2 separate regions of the Mus musculus genome follow, and region 1 is linked to region 2. The links are chromatin contacts, called in public promoter capture Hi-C maps. All regions are on one chromosome and are shown on one strand. The core of a region is the stretch at or near the end of the contact, and the rest is flanking DNA. Distances in the headings are between cores, read along the strand shown. Region 1 holds the start of Rab11fip4os2 (RAB11 family interacting protein 4 (class II), opposite strand 2). Region 2 holds the start of Nos2 (nitric oxide synthase 2, inducible).

What was found. Capture Hi-C pulls out chosen DNA fragments and counts their contacts.
Region 1: a contact with region 2 is called in a promoter capture Hi-C map of liver, with 4 times the contacts expected there. The contact joins the promoter of Rab11fip4os2 here to the promoter of Nos2 in region 2. A contact is called at or near these places in 2 of 39 promoter capture datasets (embryonic stem cells and pre-B cells), 1 of 15 datasets of contacts at CTCF or cohesin (large pre-B cells), 1 of 115 datasets of contacts at active chromatin or transcription factors (microglia) and 2 of 9 other capture datasets (liver and macrophages).

The regions. Positions count from the first base shown.
Region 1 is chr11:79,673,785-79,677,553 of GRCm38.p6, forward strand. It overlaps Rab11fip4os2 (RAB11 family interacting protein 4 (class II), opposite strand 2), which reads right to left and starts at 1,302. Exons shown (of 3, transcript NR_045898.2): 1 at 1,269-1,302; 2 at 549-695. The region is part of intron 3 of Rab11fip4 (RAB11 family interacting protein 4 (class II)); the gene reads left to right.
Region 2 is chr11:78,919,127-78,923,001 of GRCm38.p6, forward strand. It overlaps Nos2 (nitric oxide synthase 2, inducible), which reads left to right and starts at 1,661. Exons shown (of 27, transcript NM_010927.4): 1 at 1,661-1,869; 2 at 3,096-3,251. The coding sequence starts at 3,142. RefSeq lists a promoter at 109-1,863, enhancers at 363-375, 671-938, 1,468-1,488 and cis regulatory regions at 863-882, 1,491-1,657.

The sequences.
Region 1 (3,769 bases), core at 52-2,551, 750 kb after region 2:
GGGCTTCCACAGGCAGTGGTTGGCTAGGTCTGTGTGCCCATGGTCTGTGTAAATAGCACTAGAGGCCTGAGAAATCCCGGCATGACTTGAAACCAAAGAGGAAGCATCTATTGTTGCTGCGGCGCCCTTCCCCCCTCCCCGGCCCTGTCCTCAGACGAGTTGCAACTGAGTTCCAACTGAGGTTAACATTGGAATATCTGCACAGAGATTGTCACCTGAGGGCTCCTGCTGAGGGGTTGTCTTGACCTAAGGTGAGACTCATCGGGGGTTCAGGAGTAGACTTGGAGCCCAGGGACCAAACCCTGCCCTGGCTGCCATTCTTGGCGTGGTGCAGGTGGGGTAGGTCTGGGAAGAAACATGGTAGTCTGTCCTGCCTTCTAAACCTTCGCCTCCTGCACCAAAATAGGAAGCCCAGGGCCATAGAGCTTCGATCTCACAGGTTAAGGCTACTCTCAGAGCAATGGAGATAGCAGAGTGACCAGTTCTCCTGTGGGTTCCCTTGGACTTGGAGGTAGGTCAAGGTTCTGGTCTTTTGCTTGGATGCTAACCTTAACTTGATCCCACCTTTGACCTTTGATTGGCACCAGGCAGCCACTGACAAGCATCCGGTCAGTGTGTGTATAGCAGGGTTGGCAGCCCCAGGGGAAGTCAGTTACTGTCAGGATTGCTTCACAGCCACCATGGTCGTCATGTCTCTGTGAAAAAAACAGCCAAGTATGGGGGGGTCATGAGGGTGTGTGTCACTGTAGGCAGTCCTAGCCCACCCTCTTTGAATTTGGGGTGTTGGGACCTGGAGCCCCTCCTCGAGGGGAGGTTCCTGCCACCCAAAGGAAAAACCCATCATGACCCTGGTCTGTTCCATGTCTCCAGGGTATTGACTGGCCACACACACAAGAGATTCCATTGTTGGCCTGTGCCCACTTACAGCCCCTTCCCTACAGTGGGGAGATCCACGTGTACCCACGGGTGCCTGGTTTTCAAGGGAAGCTGAGATGTGCCCGCCCAGGCTATTTTTACCCAGCCCTGTCCCCACAGAGCTGCGCTTTGGCTCCAAGTCACCGCCTGCGGAGTGGAGCCTGTTGCCAGAGCTGGGGGTGGATGAGCCCGCACCTCAGGGCCTCCTGGACTCCCTTCTCCAGGCAACATCTCATCTTAACACTTATTACAGGCTGTGACTAATGTGCAGGCAGACCTGCCAAGGCAGTGGGCATGAGAGGACCCTGGTGCAGGGAGGAAAACCTAACTTGGCCTCCTAGAGCTCAGCCTACCTCTCTGTCCACCCCAGTGTATCACCGAGGGGTCAGTCAGAGGGAAGCCTCCCCGGGCTTGGATAGAATTCGGAATGCTCAGGTGTGGCCCTGGAGACCGTCCCTTAACCTACTAATGACAGTAATCGCTCACGAAGCCCTTCCCATGCATTCTAAGAACAATTACTTAGAACAGTTGCCAGTTCACTGAACTCCAGTTATGGTTAGCTCAGCTGTGGAGGTGAGGGAACTGAGGCACTGGGTAGGGTAGTTCAGTAACCTACAGGCCACAGTGCTCATATGTAGTGGAGTGCGACTGGAACCCACTCTAGATCATGTCCCCAACGCCCACCATCTCTCTGTCATGTTTTCAGTGTCCTCAGACAGTGAGCCATTGTCCTTAATTAGATCCTCTGACAATCCTGGTCACGTGTATGCATCGAGGATGCTCAGAGATGAAACACCTCATCCAGCGGTCACGCCGCTGGACAGCGGCCACAACAAACTCTTAGATCAGTGAGTCAGTGAGTGGTTCTCAAGCTGTGGGTCGCAACCTCCTGGGTTTCCAAACGACCCTTCCACGGGGGCCACCTAAGGCCATCAGAAATGACAGACGCTTGCATTTTGATCCATAACAGTAGCAAGATTACAGTTCTGAAGTAGCAACAAAATCACCTTATGGTTGGGGGTTGCTACAGCATGAGGAACTGCGTTTTAAACGGTTTTAAGCGTCAGGAGGACTGAGAAACACTGCCTTAGATGCTCCTTGGATGGTCGTCCAGGTCCTGTGGCGCAGTGCAGTTTGATTCAGGCCGTGCTCAGTCATGCGCTCCTGGAGTGCTAGCTGCTGAGGGTCAGGATGTAGACCTCCCTGTGGCCACCACTTCACCCTCTCTGCCCTTGTAGGGAATGGAAATACGTAGCCACTCTGTACCGCCTGTGTTCTCTGTTCATCTTTGTTTCGCTGCCAGGAAACCTAGGGTGTGTGACCTTGAGATTCCCCCTCTGCCACCCCCACCCCCCTAGGTGGATGAGGGTAAATACCAAATGAAGCTGTTTGGTTTGGGTCCTGCTGTACCTCCTGCCTGCACAGCGGGGACAGTGGGCCCTTGTGAGCCTCTCTGAGGCTTGGACAGCCCAGCACGTGTACTGATACTGGGTCTTTTCAGCAGCCCTTGAATTCAGCCCTTTCCAACTTCTTACAGAGGAAAGGGTGACCGTGGGACCTTCTGACGGGGGAACACAGCTCTTAGAGAGGCTGAAGAGGGGCTGCCTGGGCAGCCTGTGTGCCTTCTGGCAACCACTTCCAGTTAGAGCCGGCTTTGTTCATCCCTAGATGAGAAGACTAAGTGGAAACATGGAGGTGGGGGCACTCCGGGGATGTAGCTGGGTCCTATTTCCTGGGACTTGGGCTCAGTACTGTCTCCAGTAATCCCTGTCCTTGGAATTATTCCCCAGGCCCAACCATATATATCTGTCAGGCTCTTGCTAGCTGACCAGCCAAGGACCTATGGCAGGTGAGACAACCTGGTCCCTGAGCAGACAGCCTCCAGTCTCTCTCCACGCCAGGTCTGACTTCTTTAAGCTTTCATAGCTGCCAACTGGTACTTGTCATGCAGCCTCTCAGGCAAAAATGACAGTCCCTGCTCTCTAGGGGAAATCCCAGGGCCTTGTGGAGGTAGAGTCTTGTCCAGGAACACAGGACTTAATGAGCAGCTGAGTCTACCAGGACTAACTGCCAGGCTCCAGAGCTGTGCCCTCCAGCAGTCCTAGCCACAGAGGTCCCCTGGGTTTACACAGGGGCACACTATATCTACTTTATCTTCCATCACCCCGTGGACCCCAAGGTTGGGGAAGAAGGTGTCCCTGAGTTTGGACACAAGCAAGCCAGGGTGGCTCATGGGAGTATAGTCCCTGTGGCCCAGAAGGACAAGAACTCTGTATGTAGCGCGCACCTCTGCGCCCTCAGGGACAGAGCCCTGGGAGGCTAGATGGGGCCACAAAGAGCCATACTGCCTGCTGAGGATACTGCCTTCCTGAAGCTTCCTTAAAGACCAGCCGTAGCCTTTCTGTGCAGACTCTGAGGAGGCCTCTGTAAGCTCCTGGCTTGGACCTGTGTACTCAATGCCAGGGCAACTGCGTGATGACCTCCCCTTCTCCCTGTGCACGCAGACACACACACGCGCACACACACACACACACACACACACACCACAGACACACACACACACCCCACTGGTGATCAGGACAAGAAAGAAGAGTTCTGCAAGCTAGAAACTCAGAAACTGCTCTGAGCATCCATATTTCTCAGTAGAAAGTCAGTCTCCTCGGGTACCGGTTTCCTGCTCTACCGGCTCTCGGGACAGGTCCTGGGCACCACGGGAGATGCAGGGTGTAGACATGTGCTCCAACCGGCATGGTGATCAGGTGGGGTGATGACGATGCTGCCCCTCATCTCATCACACATCACACTTTAGGGAGAGACTCTGACCAGCCAGGGCCTCCTGCATTTGTTCAGCACA
Region 2 (3,875 bases), core at 411-2,910:
TTAATCATCCCTTCTTTTTTTCTAGACTTTGCGCTCCCCATTAGACGGTCCGTCTTTCCCAAGTATTGGGTTTGGGGGGGGTGTTGCCTGGATAAAGACTAAAAGGAGGTTGACTTTGATATGCTGAAATCCATAAGCTGTGTGTGTGTGCAAGTGTGCATGCGCATGTGTGCACATGAGTGTGCAGGTATATGTAGGAGCTAGAAGACAATCTCAGCTCTTGTTTCCCAGGTTACCCAGCATCTCTCACCAGCCTGGAACCTGCCTAGTAGGCTAGGCTGGCTGGCCAGCAAACCCTAGGCATATTCCTGTCTTTACCTCCCCAGAACTTATTGCAAGTGTGTGTCACCACACCCAGCATTTTATCATTGACCTATTGACTGGTGTGTGTGTGTGTGTGTGTGTTTGTGTGTGTGTGTGTGTGTGTGTGTGTGTGTGTGTGTGTGTGTGTGTGTAAATTCCTTATCTCACCAACCCATGCCCAGCTTTTGAACTTAGGTCCTTGTACATGCAAGGCAAGCACTTTACCAACTGAGCCATCTCCCCAGCCCAATTACTTGATTTGTAATTCATTTATTCAATCAACAATTTATTTGTTCTCCCAACTATTGAGGCCACACACTTTTTGGGTGACTTAGTCTGTGTACCTCAGACAAGGGCAAAACACGAGGCTGAGCTGACTTTGGGGACCATGCGAAGATGAGTGGACCCTGGCAGGATGTGCTAGGGGGATTTTCCCTCTCTCTGTTTGTTCCTTTTCCCCTAACACTGTCAATATTTCACTTTCATAATGGAAAATTCCATGCCATGTGTGAATGCTTTATTGGAAGCATTGTAAGAAATTATAATTTATTCGTTTTTGTTTGTTTCTCAGAACAGGGTTTTTCTGTGTAGTGTTCCTGGCTTATCCTAGAACTTACTCTGTAGACCAGGCTAGCCCAAACTCAGGGATCAGCCTTTCTCTGTCTCCTGAATCCCGGGATTAAAGGCTTATGCCACCACACCCAGGTAGGACATTATAATCCTATATATAAGAAGTCACCCACACATACAAACACACACACACCACACACACACACACACACACACACACACACACAGAGAGAGAGAGAGAGAGAGAGAGGGAGAGAGAGAGAGAGAGAGAGAATGCCACTGAGAAAAAAAATAAAAAGGCTTCACTCAGCACAGCCCATCCACTATTCTGCCCAAGCTGACTTACTACTAGTGGGGAAATGCTGGTCAGACGGCATCTGTGCCCACAGCTTGCCTTCCATCCTTTCTAGAAAACCTCCTGATGAATGTGTCCTGGGCGTGTTGGAATATTGGCACCATCTAACCTCACTGAGAGAACAGACAGAAAGCCAGAGAGCTCCGTGCCCAGAACAAAATCCCTCAGCAGCTGCAAGCCAGGGTATGTGGTTTAGCTAAGAAAAGCCAGCCTCCCTCCCTAGTGAGTCCCAGTTTTGAAGTGACTACGTGCTGCCTAGGGGCCACTGCCTTGGACGGGCGACCAGGAAGAGATGGCCTTGCATGAGGATACACCACAGAGTGATGTAATCAAGCACACAGACTAGGAGTGTCCATCATGAATGAGCTAACTTGCACACCCAACTGGGGACTCTCCCTTTGGGAACAGTTATGCAAAATAGCTCTGCAGAGCCTGGAGGGGTATAAATACCTGATGGCTGCTGCCAGGGTCACAACTTTACAGGGAGTTGAAGACTGAGACTCTGGCCCCACGGGACACAGTGTCACTGGTTTGAAACTTCTCAGCCACCTTGGTGAAGGGACTGAGCTGTTAGAGACACTTCTGAGGCTCCTCACGCTTGGGTCTTGTTCACTCCACGGAGTAGCCTAGTCAACTGCAAGGTGAGTCTTGTGTTGGGGACAGCTGCTCTTAGGAGTGTCTTCCTGCTTGGGAAAGCCCAGAAAACCAGGCTTTCCCTTCTCCCCCCACCCCACCCCTCTTTTTGTGGCTGGACTGAAGCTGATATGGAAGGTGTAAGAAGCACACCCACAGAAGGGTCTGCCAGTTGAACAGGGCGTGTGGTCAGATTTCTTCTCTGCAAATGTTTACTGTGGTGATTACACTACAAAGGATAAACTTTCTAGAAAGCTCCGAATAGGCTGGGGGGGGTGGTGTTAATACATATAGCTTACTTTACTCATCTTTATGAGATGTGCCCTCTGCCCCACCCAGATCTGATAAGATGGTTATTATTAATCCCATTTTAGGAGTGAAGCAATGAGTTTCAGTTAACTAACTTGATTTAGATGAGTAACTAGAAAAACTCAGGGTAGGGTCCAGTTCATCGGGACTCTGAGTTTCACTGTTCCCCTTAGGTGGGTTCTTGTACCCCCCCCCCCCGTATCTTCCAAGTATATCTTTCCTCAGGGAGGGCACTCGCCAAGGAGAAGCCACATACTCTCAGGGCAGTTCCACTTTCTATTTCTTGTCTTTTTCGTAAAGGATATAATCTCAACTCTGGAGAGTTTAATGCTCTTTTATACAAATCATTGACTTCTTCTCAAGTAACAAAGAAGAAGAAGGAACATGTGACCTAGTGTCCTTGGCTCAGGATGCGTGATGACTCCCAAATCAAAGGAAAGGTGGCCAGGACTTGAGTGCTAGCCCCAAGTGCAGGTCCAGAGGGAAGGGTACTAATGACAAGTGCTTGCCCCTCTCTCTGGTCAGCAGGTGGCAGGAAGGGTCAGGCAGATGCACACACTCCTGTATTAGTGACCCCAGCTCCTGCCCACCTTGCTGGAGGCCATGGAGTAACTCCTGCCAAGAGAAACTGAATTGTCCTAAGGAAGCTTGTGGATGCTTGCTGTCCTTGGTAGGTGGCTATGTGGCATCCCAAGTTATCCCAAGTTTGGTTTGTTATGTGTCTTTGTAGAACTGGAGTCTGTCCCACAAGATTTCAACTCCAAATAAAACTGCCGAGTGCAAGCATGGAGAGAGAGCACTTCTGTGCTAGCCTTAGCTGGGCTCTGTCTCCATTCTCTGGGACACTAGCGCCCGCCCGTGAGAAGGCTCTGTTCTGTTAGGCTCTTCTTCAACCTCACCTCACAGCCTCCCTCCCCTTCCTCAGAGAACGGAGAACGTTGGATTTGGAGCAGAAGTGCAAAGTCTCAGACATGGCTTGCCCCTGGAAGTTTCTCTTCAAAGTCAAATCCTACCAAAGTGACCTGAAAGAGGAAAAGGACATTAACAACAACGTGAAGAAAACCCCTTGTGCTGTTCTCAGGTAAGCAACCTCTCTCCCACTTCCAGCTTTCTCCTCAGGGCTTCCAGGCCCCTGCTGCCTCTCTCTGTTCTGGGCCACCTAAGAGAGTCTGGTCTCCAAGGCCCTGCTTGTAATACTCTACTGGAGTCTGATGCACCTTCCTTGGTGTGGACAAGGAAGGCCCAGGATCCCCATGCTGCTCCTGAGTGAGTCTGTACTCTCTGGAGGAAGAAGGAAGGGGGAAGGGGAATATGAGAGAACGGAGACTGGAGAGCCTAGTGGTCAGCTCAGTAGTGACGTCCTGATTGGCCAGGGCATGTGCCTCACCAGTTAGATATTTTGACTATTAGGCAACTGAAGGGTGTCAAGATGGCCCTGTACTATCCTCAGTGACTGTGTGACTTTGAGTAAGTGCACCTGTCTGAGTCTCAGGTCTGCAGTGTGATTTACCTGATAGTCACAGAAGGGCTTGTCACCATTTAAGAGGCTTCTTTGTCACAGGACTACACCGTGCACACACCTACACTCTTTGAACGTAACCTTCCTGGGGCCCTTAGTTATGATCTCATTTTGCAAGTGAGGCTCTGGAGGGCAAAGTCTGGCTTACATGACTGCTAATGTCAGAGACGAAATCTGAGTTTGGCC